Linked DNA regions of Ovis aries: region 2 is linked to region 1. A link is a contact called in public Hi-C data. All regions are on one chromosome and are shown on one strand. The core of a region is the stretch at or near the end of the contact, and the rest is flanking DNA. Distances in the headings are between cores, read along the strand shown. Region 1 overlaps MYO5B (myosin VB). Region 2 holds the start of MYO5B (myosin VB).

Region 1 (6,671 bases), core at 1,992-4,491:
CTCACCCTCAAGATGGTTCTTTTACACCCACTACTTCTGGACCCCTGAAATCCTCTTATTTAATAGCTAGTTATCTACTACTGCTCTTGTTAACAATTACAGTAATTTTACTCTGTTGGGATAACCAGTGTGGTTTCTGTCTCATGGATACAAAAGGCAAACCATATATATCCACCAGTTATCCAGAGAAGGGAACGGCACTCAGACTTGAGCACAGGAAGGCCTGCTTTTCTCCCCACGTGGCGATCAGGGTGAGCCCTGTTCAGCCATGTTTTATTTGGACCTTGGATGAAATGTCCCTGATCCCCAAGGTAAAAGTGCGAAGTGTTAGTTGCTCTCAACTCCATGGACTGTGGCCCGCCAGGCTCCTCTGTCCATGGGATTCTCCAGGCAAGAATACTGGAGTGGGTTGACATTTCTTTCTCCAGGGGATCTTCCCAACCCAGGGATCGAACCTGGGTCTCCTGCATTGCAGGCAGATTCTGATCCCCAAAGAACCTAAGAAATACTGCTCTAGGTTGATCAGACCTCTCAGAGGCCAAATGTTCATCAGGGAAGGGCTGGGAAAAGCACCAGGGCCCCCTGAGCCACTCTGTAGATTTCAGGCTAACTTCCCAAGCTTCCCCTTTGTTGGCTGCAGGTCCCAGGAATTTACCACTTCAACTTCCCAGTTGAGCATGGATTCCTACCACCTTGGGGCTCTTCTCCCCCAGAACTGGCCAGAGAAGGGGCCACTTTCCTCTAGCTCTACTGCCGACTCAATGGACATGAGTTTGAGCAAACTCCATGAGTTGGTGATGGACAGGGAGGCCTGGCCTGCGGCAATCCATGGGGCTGCAAAGAGTCGGACACGACTGAGTGACTGAACTGAACTGCCCTTTAGGACTGAGAAGAACAGAGAGAAATTCTTGTTTTATGGATTCCACTGCTAAGCTCGAGATGGAAACAGCATTAACAGACATAACACTGCCTGAATTACAGAGCTGCCAGGTCTTTACGCTCCATTTCCAACTTGGATCCCACAGTGGCGGTTCGTAGGTAGTACAGCCCCGAGGGCACGTTCTTTCTGCTAGAACACACTGCTTCAAACCCAGACCACAACACAAAAGAGATACGTCTCCTCTCAGTTTGTGTCCATGCCCTGCGGGAATGAAAGGGGCGGGGCAGGGGGGGTGCCCATGGTGGTCCATGGTTGATCCGAGAGATCAACGCTCAAATCCTATTGTTAAGAAAGGGCATAAGAGCTCCACACCATCAGCTTGGGAGCCTGCAGGTTGGGGTAGAATAAAAAGAAGAAGATATTCACCAGGAGCCAGAGGGCTTCCCCACCAGCTTATTAAGCTTGGTAAGCCAAGTAGGACATTGCTGAGCTTTCTTCTCCGTGAAATCAACCCTTTGGTCCCTTCTCCCCATCCCCAAGCTCCTTACCAACGAGCGTGAATGCTTGTCGAGTCTTCTCAAAGTCCTCAGCATCATCCACACCCTCGATGACCGTGTTTCCTCCCTGTGACGTGTAGAAGAAGTCCTCAGCACAGGCTGCAGTGGGGAGGGAAGTGAGGAGTCAGGCACGGGGGGGATGCTGCGTCCCAGGGTCACCGCAGAGCACGCCCCCAAGGATGCCTAGCCCCGGGGCAAGCTGTCCCAGGCCAGAGTTTATTCCCAGCAAGATATGGAACCCTTTCAAATTTCATCTTTTTCTTTTTTTAAATTGAGGTAAGAGTTACATAAAACATACTATTTTAATCATATTTAACTACAGAGTTCGTGGCTTCCCTCATAGCGCAGTTGGTAAAGAATCCGCTTGCAATGTAGGAGACCCCGGTTCGATTCCTGGGTTGGGAAGATCCGCTGGAGAAGGGATAATCCAGCTACCCACTCCAGTATTCTTGGGCTTCCCTTGTAGCTCGGCTGATAAAGAATCTGCCTGCAATGTGGGAGACCTGGGTTTGATCCCTGGGTTGGGAAGATCCCCTGGAGAAGGGAAAGGCTACCCACTCCAGTATTCTGGCCTAGAGAATTCCATGGACTGTACAGTCCATGGGGTCGCAAAGAGTTGGACACGACTGAGCGACCTTCACTTTCACTTTCTTTCAACTACAGGGTTCAGTGGCACTGCGTGCATTCACACTGCTGTGCAACCTTGCCACCACCCACCTCCCGAATTTTTCACCTTCCTAAACCGAAACTCTGTCCCCATTAGACACTAAGTCCCCTTCCCCCTCCTGACCCCACCCGCACCCCTGGGCATCTACCAATGTACTTTCTGACTCTATGAGTTTGACTATTCTAGGTGCCTCGTTTAAGTGGAGCCAAACAGGGTTTCAAATATCATCTTTATTGACCACAGCAAATGGGACAGAAGACTGAGGATCAAAAGACAGAAAACTACACTTCAGTGGAGAACCTGTTGCTTGCATTAAACGGATACGTGAAAAAACATGAGAAAATAAAATGGCTGGTTCAATTACAGTAGAATTCAATTACAGAAGAGTTCAATTACAGCAGACTTATCTTTAAAAGGCTCTGAGAAACATGGTAAAAAAAAATGTACACCCACCCTAGAAGCAGACCTCCGTGACCATCCGTAATCTCTGACAGCTTCGTTTAACACATGAAGGGCAGTGACGTGCCCAGGGGGACACAGCCTTTTTTGTTTTAAATGTTAGGGCATTGTGAGCTATTTAAGCATGTGTGTAAACCCAGGTTGAGGCTCAGTGCTTGCCCTCAATCCTCAGTTTAATTCCTCTTCCATCAGGCCTCTGCTCACCGCCTGGACGGGGAGTGAACAGGCAGCCAGTTATCGATCCAGAGGTGTCCTCAGGGGAGCGTCTGCACCCCAGGGCTCAGAAGCCAGGGTTTCAGGCAACAGTTGCAGCCAATCAACATTACCCTCGAAAGTCACTTACACTTTCCACGAACTAGCACCTCTGTGGGGCTACAACCCTGTCCAGGGCTTGGATTTGATAACGTGCCAACACTGGACACTGGCTGTTTTCCTTCCGCCCCTGCAAACACCAGCTCAAAGATCTTCTCTTGATCTGGGCACGCACAGTTGATGGCACATGAGCTACACGGGCTTCAGCACAGCTTCCCGGCAACTCCTGGTGACCCCCTTCAATACCTGTCCTTCTGACTTGATCTCCGAAGAATTTCTTCACTCTCTTTCCTTCCTCCCTCCTGACCGCCACTGCCCCAGGCCTGACCTTCAGCTCCTGTTGTCTGGGAACTGTTGCAAAAGTTCCCCTGGCTTCTGCTCCTGTCCTTTCAAAACACTCCTCCAAATCGCCGGAAACTGATCACACCACTCCCTGCCGAACGCTCCGTGGAGACCACTGCCCTCAAGGGAAAGGTCAAGCTCCCGAGAAGGGCCTCCCGGACCTTTGATTAAGTGGCTTCCTCCAAACACTCCAGACCCAAGGCTCTTCCTTCCTTTGCCACCTGTACGTCCCAGACCCAACAGCTTCCTCACTGCCACTCCTCGGGCTCCACTTGTTCAGGCCCTGCCAGATCTCTCCACTCCCCACCTCCAATCCTACGCTCCAGGGAGCACTGCACTCTGCCAATTCCTCCCACCGGCCCAGTCCACGCTATCAGGCCCAGCAAGGAAGCAGCAGAACTCAGCCCCAAACCCCAGTCTCCCACACAACCAGCAAGGAACACTGTACACAGGAATAAACAGCATAGTAGCAGTCACGTTTAATGAGGGCGGGCCTTCTGGAGAGGTTGTTTCAACGCCCCCTGATGACTGCAGGCACCTGAGCGGGGAGATGAAGGACTTCAGCCCCGAGCTCACTCACGGCCACAGCAAAAGCCCACTTTGATGAAGCAAGTGACATTAGGTCTTTGTGGAAGATGGCAAATTTGGATCTTTCGTTCTCATCACCCTGGAAGCTCTGACAGAGTATTGTTAACAGCTTCAGAGGTTTAATAAAACACCAATTCTATGCCCCCTTCACATTTATCTTTCAAAACACCTCGTTTGATGATTTTTACAGTGTCTGTATGAGGATGACTGAATACAGTCGTCCCTGTAGAGGAGAGTGACAAAGTTGGCTTAAAGCTCAACATTCAGAAAACAAAGATCATGGCATCTGGTCCCATCACTTCATGGGAAATAGATGGGGAAACAGTGGAAACAGTGTCAGACTTTATTGTTTTGGGCTCCAAAATCACTGCAGATGGTGACTGCAACCTTGAAATTAAAAGACACTTACTCCTTGGAAAAAGTTATGACCAACCTAGATAGCATATTCAAAAGCAGAGATATTACTTTGCCGACTAAGGTCCGTCTAGTCAAGGCTATGGTTTTTCCTGTGGTCATGTATGGATGTGAGAGTTGGACTGTGAAGAAGGCTGAGTGCTAAAGAATTGATGCTTTTGAACTGTGGTGTTGCAGAAGACTCCTGAGAGTCCCTTGGACTCCAAGGAGATCCAACCAGTCCATTCTGAAGGAGATCAGCCCTGGGATTTCTTTGGAAGGAATGATGCTAAAGCTGAAACTCCAGTACTTTGGCCAACTCACGTGAAGAGTTGACTCATTGGAAAAGACTCTGATGCTGGGAGGGATCGGGGGCAGGAGAAGAAGGGGACGACCGAGGATGAGATGGCTGGATGGCATCACGGACTCGATGAACGTGAGTCTGAGTGAACTCCGGGAGTTGGTGATGGACAGGGAGGCTTGGCATGCTGCGATTCATGGGGTCACAAAAAGTCGGACATAACTGAGTGACTGAACTGAACTGAACTGTGTATCCATAGAGGGTTGGTTCCAGGACCCCCCCCCCCCTCACAGATACCAAAATCTACAGATCCTGAAGTCTCTTATATAAAATAGAGCTTCCCCAGCGGCTCAGACAGTAAAGGATCTGCCTGCAGAGCAGGAAGCCCAGGTTTGCTCCCTGGGTCGGGAAGATCCCCTGGACAAGGGAATGGCAAAACACTCCAGGATTCTTGCCTGGAGAATCCCCTGGACAGAGGAGCCTGGCGGGCTACAGTCCATGGGGTCACAAAGAGTCGGACACAACCGAGCAACTTATATAAAATGCTGTAATACAATCAGCCCTCTACAACTGTGGGTCGAATTTCGGTTCGCTGAATCCACGGAAGTAGAAACCGCAGATATGGAGGGCCAAATGTATATTTACTCCCATTTTCCAGACAGGCAAACTGAGCATCATAGGGTTTTTAGGGGCAGGCTCACCCAGGGTTTGGCCAGGCCTGGCAGCCCATTCCTTGATCACCCTGCTAAGGAGATGGTTATCTATGAAATCCCATTGCTTAGCCATAGATACAACTTAACTTTTTATCAAAAGTATCAGCTGATATACTAGAGTTGTCTGCGACTCCAAGAAGAAGAATACTAAACTGTCACCCTGGAGGGAAGGAGGCATTTTCAAAATCAAACACCTGTTGTTGTCAGCAGCCAGGGCCCTGCCATCTCACATTCTAAGTCAGACAGACCACTCCACCCTTCTGGGCTTTGAGTTCCCAAACTCACAGGCCCTGCAGGCTAACTTCCCCCCACTGAGGTTCATCACTGCAAGGGTACCCTGGCCAATCACAGCATCCTCTACTACAATCAAAATAACTGTCTTCCTTCCCTCTGCTTTAAGGCTGCATTCACCTCTGTTAACATAACACCGCAGACTCTCTTCATAAGACAGACATCCCAACAGGCTGCAGTCCCTATTTACTTAGCCTGCCTGCATCTCAGCTCTACGTTTAGGCCCAGGAAGCCAATTATCCCATCCTACAGAGGGCTTCTCTTGTCCTCCAGTCGGGTCTCTCTCTTTACTTAGAATTTCCAAGGAGACAAACACCATGGAATCCCCTATTAACTGGTTCACTGGATCAAACCAGTGTACAAAGGGGTCGTGAAGCCAGCAATGAGAGCAAAGGACCATCAAGACCCCGGCCCAGGGCTTGTACTTCACCTGGGGAGGCTGTACTCCAACTTGTGCAAGGCAAGAGAGGGTACTTATAAAACTGTATCAGTATAGCCAGGGAAATAAAAGAAGAAAGGATTTATTCCTGACTGTGTGACAGGAATGTGAGTCCATGATACTTCTTTTAACCAGCATTTATGCATATTCTAAGGCTTCGCAGGTGGCACTCGAGGTAAAGAACCCGCCTGCCAGTTCAGGCGACATAAGAGACGTGGGTTTGATCCCTGGGTTGCGAAGATCCCCTGGAGGAGGGCATGGCAACCCACTCCAGGATTCTTGCCTGGAGAATCCTATGGACAGAGGAGCCTGGTGAGCTAAAGTCCATAGTGTCGCAGTCCATAGCGTCGCAAAGTTACTTAGCAGGCACGCATTCATTCTCTAACATATTATTAATTGTATATTTTTTTAAAATCTCACACTGAGGTCATTTTAATACAACAGACCACCAACAACAGGGCAAAGGAAAGTGTGGCTGGCTGTCTGCACATCTGTTAGCTACTCTGTCCTCAGACAAATGCACAGAACTCCTGCAGGGCCAAGGGGTCTTACAGAGACCTCTGCATTTGAACAACAGTTTAAGTGAAGAAAAGGGAGAGGAAGGCGAGGCATGTCTGAATATTCACTAGAAGCCACCGGCTCGTCCTTCTTTTATTTGACGTTTCCATCCACTCAACCAGGGTTGTCAGTGGAACTAAAAATGTCAAGCTTCAGGGCTCACAGCCAATC
Region 2 (6,671 bases), core at 1,594-4,093, 210 kb after region 1:
ACAAGCGGTATTTTCGTGCACTTTCGTCACTCCAGATTTTTCTCTGCCTCACTGGTTTCCAGCCCCTCGTTGAGGTACCAGATAACCCGCTTCAAGGGAAGGACTGAAAGCAGAAGCTTAGAGGGCTCCTCCCAAGACTCCCAGTGGTCAACAAGATGCGGCACTCTTCCAAAACCAGAAACGCCACAGAGCGCAGCCCCGGGCCCCAGCCTCACACCCTTTCTTTCATCAGCAATCGCGGCCGGCACCCCTGGGGCTGGCGGAGATGCACCAGGTGAGGGCGACCCCGCCCCCAGCCCTGTTACAGACTCCACTGCCAACCTCGTGTCATCCGGGTTCGGCCCTGTTCCCCCCCTCTCCCAAGAGGGCGAGGAATTAGAAACTTCCTCAAACGGAAAGGGGGAGGCCAGCCCACAGGGCTGAAGGGCTCGCCCAGGTGCGGGGCAACCACGCGAAGTTCCCAGGTGAGGATGCGGAAGTACCTGTCCCTCCCCCGCCCAGACCGGTTGGCCCAGGCGCGCGTCCTGGGGACAACACACCCGCGCACGCGCCAGGCACCCCTCTGCACACGTGGACAGGTGGGCACCAGGCACCCCAAACGTGTCCCGGCCCCAGTGAAGACAAACCGGCAGAAGACGTGTCCAGGACATCCAGAACTCAAAAAAAAAAAAGAAAAGAAAAAAAGCTTTTTAAGGGGGGATGGGGTACGAACGTACAAAAGGCCCCTCACCCCCTCACCGCCCCCCGCGCCGGCACCAAGCACAAACCCGAGGGGCCCCGGCGACGGCGGGCGCTGGGGGAAGCGGCGTCCCGTCTCTAACTTCAATCGCGGCAACTGCTGCGGAAGCCGGGCTGTCTCCAGCTCGCCGCACCTGTTTCTCTCGAGTCCGAGGACCGAGTTCCACACATCCATTCTGACCTTGAGGACATCCTGGAAATCCCACACTCCACCCCGGGGTTCAGCAGTACTCCCACCCCCTCCCCACAGGGACTGAAGCCCACTTGGGGCCCGCCAGGAGGGACCACCTCAAAATACCCACCCCGCGACGGAGTAAGAAAGCGCTCCCCGCGCCCTCCCGAGGTCCCCCGAGCATCCTTAGATCCGCCGCTTCCCCACCCCCTTGCCGCCGCGCCCCGCCCCCAGGTTGAGCCCCCACCTTTTCTCCCCACCCCGCAAATGGAGGAACGCACCCCCCGAATTCAGATCCTTTGGCATGCGAGAGGGTCACCCCCCGAATTCAGGGTTCCCCCTCTTTGGCACGTGAGAGGGTCGCCCTCGTAAGATCGCGCTGCAGAGCACCGAGGTGGGGGTCCCCGAGTAGGGGCCCACCGCGGGCGGCGGGGTGGGAAGGGCGGTCCCCGCGGCCCGGGCTCCGAGCCGGACGGTGCCGGGGGCTTCGGCCGGACCGCGCCGGGGCGAGGACAGCTACGGCAGGGCTTCGGGGAGCCGGGGTACGGTCCTGGCCGGGGCGCTCCCGGAACAGCCAAACTTTCTCCGCCACCTGAAGTTAGGGGCTCGGAGGCGGCGCGGAGCTGGGAGGCTCCGAGGAGTGGCCGGCGCCCCGACGGAACTGCGGGGTACCGAGCCCCCGCGGGCCGCGCGCCGCGCCGCCTCCCCCGCGCGCCGGGCTCCGCGCGGCCCGCGCTCACCTGGCTGTAGAGCTCGCTGACCGACATGACCGCGCCGGCCGGGCCGAGCCCGGACGCGGTGCCCTCGGCGGGCGGCAGGTCCCGGCGGCTCTCAGTCCTCGGCCGGCCCGTCCGGCGCCATCTTCTGCCCGAGTTTCTCGGCTCTTTCCCCTCCTCTCCGACCTGCCCCGCCGGCTTCCTGGAGGCGCCGCGGCCGGCTCGCTGTCTGCGGGAGCGACCTTTACTCCCGCGGCGGCGGCGGCGGGCGAGCGGGGGAGGAGGCCGCGGCGCCGCTCCCCGCGCAGGTATGGGAGGCGGCGCGGGCGCGCCGGAGGGAGCGGGCGGGCGCGCGGCCGGTGCGCCGCCGCCGCCGCCTCCTATGCGCCCTACGGGGGCCGGGCCCGCCGCCGCGGGGTCCCCGGGGCCGGGGCGGGGCCGCGCGCAGAGCGATCGCCGACCGCCCCCTGCCGGCCGCCGGGCGCGCGCGGGGCAGGTGCTAGCCCTGCACCTGCCGCGCGCAGCCCCCGCGCGGACTGCGCCCCGGGAGGCTGGGCGGGCACCCAGAGGAGACCAGGAAAGCAAAACACAAAGAAGAGGAAGAACCAGAGAAGGGAAAAGAGGAATAAAAAGGAGAGACGCCTGTGGCCGAAAGGCTTCATATATTTTTCCTGTGGATTTTCCCTGGGCGTTAACATTCCCATTATTAAAATTCAGTTATGGGTAGCCTGTTAAAGACGATTTGGAGGTACTCGAGATTGTCTGCACCAAATAGCGCCCCGCGCTGAAATCTGAGAGCAAGCAACGTGAGAGTCGAAACCCTTCTCCACTTTTGCAAATTTCACCCACAGCTTCCAACTAGGCTCCCGGCCGCTCCAACGGAGAACTGTTTGCCTCTCTGGGAAACCTCACATTTCCCCCCTCCCTCCCTCTCACGCACACTCCCAGCCCCTCTGCCGTTCTCTGTCTCATTTACTTTGGTCGCGTCTGCCAGTGACACCTAGCAGCTTTGCGCTCTCTTTGGCTTCCAAAGAAAAGTAGAAATCTCAGCCAAAAAGGAAAAGACTTGGCAGGAGTCTGTAAAGGCAGAGCAAGGGCTGTAGGAGGAGACGCTGTCTTCCGAGTTGGCTTTTGTACCTGAATGAGGGATGACTTCTGAAAGCAGTTCTCAGCCAGAGCATCCATGTCTGCGGCTCTTCCGGAGCCCCACTGCCGGGCGGGAGATTCTCAGACCCGTCCCATTTAAGACCTTCTCGCTTGGAAAGCAGGATCCCTATTTAGTCCACCTGCTGCCCTTCTCAACCATGCCTCCTCAATGAGAATCACCCGGGGAGCTTTAACAGTTCCACCGTGAGGAACTCCATTTGGCGAAGGGTGGGACCCCAGTATCTGAAGTTCCCCCTCTAATTCTAAAGAATCGTACTTCCAGGGTTGACCAATGCCAATGACCTAAGCTTGGACGACTCTTCTTGGATCTGAAAGGGAGCTCCTGTCCTGTCTCTCTCCCTCAAAAACCTGTCTGCAGAGTGTCCTTCCCTGTATTCTGGTAGTTCTTGAAGTGTGGCCCTCAGGGCCAATAGCATCACCTGGAAATTTTTAGATATACAAAATATGGGGCCTCATTGAGGACCAATCAGAAAGGCTGGGAGTGAGGCTCAACACCTGTGTCTCCACATCTCGCCCGGGTCCTTCCCTCTCAGGTAAGAAAGCCTCCTTTGCTAAGACTCAGCCCACCGCTACTCCAGATCCCCTCGCCTCCTCCACCCCTGTGCTCACTCAGTGGTCCTACCATTCCAACAGCAGGGAAGTGTGTATGAGAGGTGCTCAATCGTGCCTGATTCTTAGCGACCCATGGAGTGTGGTCCACCAGCTTGTCTGTCCATGGAATTCTCAAGGCAAGAATAATGGAGTGGGTAGCCATTGCCTTCTCCAGGGAATCTTCCCCACCCAGGAATCAAGCCCGGGTCTCCCACACTGCGGGCAGATTCTTTACCCTCCGAGCAGTCAGCCCTCTCAACTGGCTCTTGACTTTCCCCTCTGCTCTTTTCTGCTCCGCTTGTTGAGGTAGTAACTCCTGTGGACTTCCCTTACCCACGTCTAGCCCCTCTGTAATTCACTGGTTCTCAACACTTTCTGCACATTGGAATCACTTTTACAAAGACAAATGCCTGGCTCCCACTCCCAGAAATTCTGATTTGGCTTGTCTGGGGTGCTGTCTGAGCAAAGAGACTTTTAAGCATTTTCAGGTGGTTCTAATGGCAGTCAAGGTTAAGAAACTCTGCTCTCATTCCTTCCTAGGCAGTTCCCTCTCAACCCCATCCTATTGAAACTGCCGTCTCTGTCTGAAGCTTGGGGTGGGAACTGACTCTCGCTATGTTCTTGTCCCCCCTTGGCCTCTATCATTTTTCTTCTCTGTTTTCCCAGCTTTGCTAACCACACCTTCTTCTTTCTCTTCCTGAATAAAACTGTGGCCCATTTCCCAGATCTCAGCTTTCTTCTCAGCCACGCGCCCTTATCTCTCTTCTCACCGCAATGTTAACTCTCAAATCCAGCTCTAACCTCTAGATCCACTTCTCCACCTGCCGGGTAGACAATGCTAGCAATCCCTCTAAGCCCTCTGACCAACCTGAGACTCACGTGACCATCCTTTGTCCCCACCCCCAATCCAGGTCCAACTTTCTGGCTTCCATCATACCTGGCATGAATCAAAAGCTGAATTCACGCTGACTGAGCTGAATCACGTCCCTGAGGAGGCTCCTACTCTTGGCCAGAACTTTGTGGATGTCTAATGAAGAATTAATGCTTTTGAACTGTGGTGTTGGAGAAGACTCTTGAGAGTCCCTGGGACAGCAAGGAGATCTAACCAGTCCATTCTAAAGGAGATCAGTCCTGGGTGTTCTTTGGAAGGACTGATGCTAAAGCTGAAACTCCAATACTTTGGCCACCTCATGCAAAGAGTTGACTCACTGGAAAAGACCCTGATGCTGGGAGGGATTGGGGGCAGGAGGAGAAGGGGACGACAGAGGATGAGATGGCTGAATGGCATCACCGACTCGATGGACATGAGTTTGGGTGACCTCCGGGAGTTGGTGATGGAGAGGGAGGCCTGGTGTGCTGCAATTCATGGGGTCGCAAAGAGTTGGACACAACTGAGCGACTGAACTGATCTGAACTGAATCCCACAATCAGATATAGGCTTTCTCTCCTTGGAATAATAATAAAAACATTTGAAAACTTACTTTGTGCCAGGAAAAAGCATTTGCCAAGTGCTTTACTTCTGCGATCTTGTCTGAGACTCAAAGCAACCTTTTAGAGGCAGTTCAGATATTAACTGTTTCACAGCTGAGCAAAGTGAGGCTGAGGGTGTTGGGGAGACATTCTAGGTCAGAGAGCCAGTATTGAACTCAAACTCTATCACACTCTAGAGCCTAAGCACCTGCCAGCATTTCGTGAACTTTAGTGGGAATCAGGGTAAAGAGGATGCCGGGGGATACTAATCCGGTTGGTCCATGTGTGTGCATGTTTATTAAGTACCCTAGATGGTATAGGGCTCATACTTTTAAGAAGCACTGCTCTGTGCTCCATGGTTTCTCAAAGTAAAGAGAAGACACTCATTGTAAGTGACTTGCTCTCCTTCCTGACAGATGGTGCTTTCCATCACATACAAATGAGGAAGAACTTTGAACTTCCAAAGCATTCATCTGCACTGCACCCTGTAATGTGTGTGTACTAATATCCCTGTGTGTGTGTGCTAAGTCACTTCATTCATGTCCAGCTCTTTGTGACCCTATGGACTGTAGCCTGCCAGGCTCCTCTGCCTATGGGATTCTCCAGGCAAAGATACTGGAATTTTGCCATGCCCTCCTCCAGGGGATCTTCCCAACCCAGCGATGTGACCTGTGTCTCTTACACCTCCTACATTGGCAGGCGGGTTCTTTACCACTAGTGCCACCTGGGAAGCCCACTAATATCACTGGCTTCTCAACACTAGGCTCTAAGGCAGGAACAACACAGACCCATTGCCTTGCTCAAAGCAGACCTCAAGAAATAGTAAGTGAATTGTGCTGGACCTAGTGATTTGAGTCTAGCAAAGGCGATGGGGAATCACTTCCATGAGTACGTTATAAGACTGTGACTTTGTCTTGCTGGAATTTTCTCTGGCATTTCTCATATGTTTGCTCCCATGAAGCAAGCTAACCTGTTGTGAGCCGCCCTATGGAGAGATTCAAGTGACAAGAAACTGAGGGTAGCCTCAGACCAACAGCACTCGAAAACTGAATTCTCCCAGTGCTGAGTGAGCTTGGAAGCAGATTCTGCACTAGCCAAGGCTTCAGACTTGACTTGAAGACCACACCCCCAGCTGGCACTTTGATGGCAGACACGTGGGACACCCAGAAGCTGAGGATGCAGAAAAGCTGTGTCTAAATTAAACTGTGAGATAATAAATGTGTATGGTTTTGAAGCCACTAAGTTTTGGGATAATTTGTTATGCAGCAAGAGGTGGCTAAGACAATCACATACAAAAAGTATCCTGCGGTGATTGTCCCACTGGCACGAACTTCATCCTAGCAATTTCTCTCCTCCCCTTCTCAATAGGTTGGTTTCCCAAATATTCCTACTTACTAAGGCAGCATCTTCAAACTGTGGTCTGTGGTGCCCTGGTTAATGCAGGACTTTTCAAGGAGCCATTAGTCCATAGCTTGTCTTAAGAAAATCGATTTCCATCCACACACATATGGACACCTTATCTTTGACAAAGGAGGCAAGAATATACAATGGAGTAAAGACAATCTCTTTAACAAGTGGTGCTGGGAAAACTGGTCAACCACTTGTAAAAGAATGAAACTAGATCACTTTCTAACACCGCACACAAAAATAAACTCAAAATGGATTAAAGATCTAAATGTAAGATCAGAAACTATAAAACTCCTAGAGGAGAACATAGGCAAAACACTCTCAGACATAAATCACAGCAGGATCCTCTATGATCCACCTCCAAGAATGCTGGAAATAAAAGCAAAAATAAACAAATGGGATCTAATTAA

What was found. Hi-C and Micro-C count contacts between places; a contact is called where the count stands out from the background.
Region 2: a Hi-C map of liver shows a contact between it and region 1, with 7 times the contacts expected there. The contact joins the promoter of MYO5B here to the enhancer-like site in region 1. A contact is called at or near these places in 5 of 16 Hi-C or Micro-C datasets (blood, hypothalamus, liver and 1 more).

Annotation. Positions count from the first base shown.
Region 1 is chr23:49,914,675-49,921,345 of ARS-UI_Ramb_v3.0, forward strand. MYO5B (myosin VB) reads right to left here. Exons shown (of 39, transcript XM_042239477.2): 8 at 1,429-1,536. Among named protein-coding and RNA genes, the nearest start is that of ACAA2, 140 kb to the left of the region's middle. Within about 2 kb of position 3,242, at least 4 of the 54 cell types and tissues checked have an H3K27ac peak or open chromatin away from gene starts, as enhancers often do. A contact at or near this core is called in liver, where this site is marked.
Region 2 is chr23:50,127,507-50,134,177 of ARS-UI_Ramb_v3.0, forward strand. MYO5B (myosin VB) reads right to left here and starts at 2,844. Exons shown (of 39, transcript XM_042239477.2): 1 at 2,764-2,844. The coding sequence starts at 2,811. It also overlaps the pseudogene LOC132658507.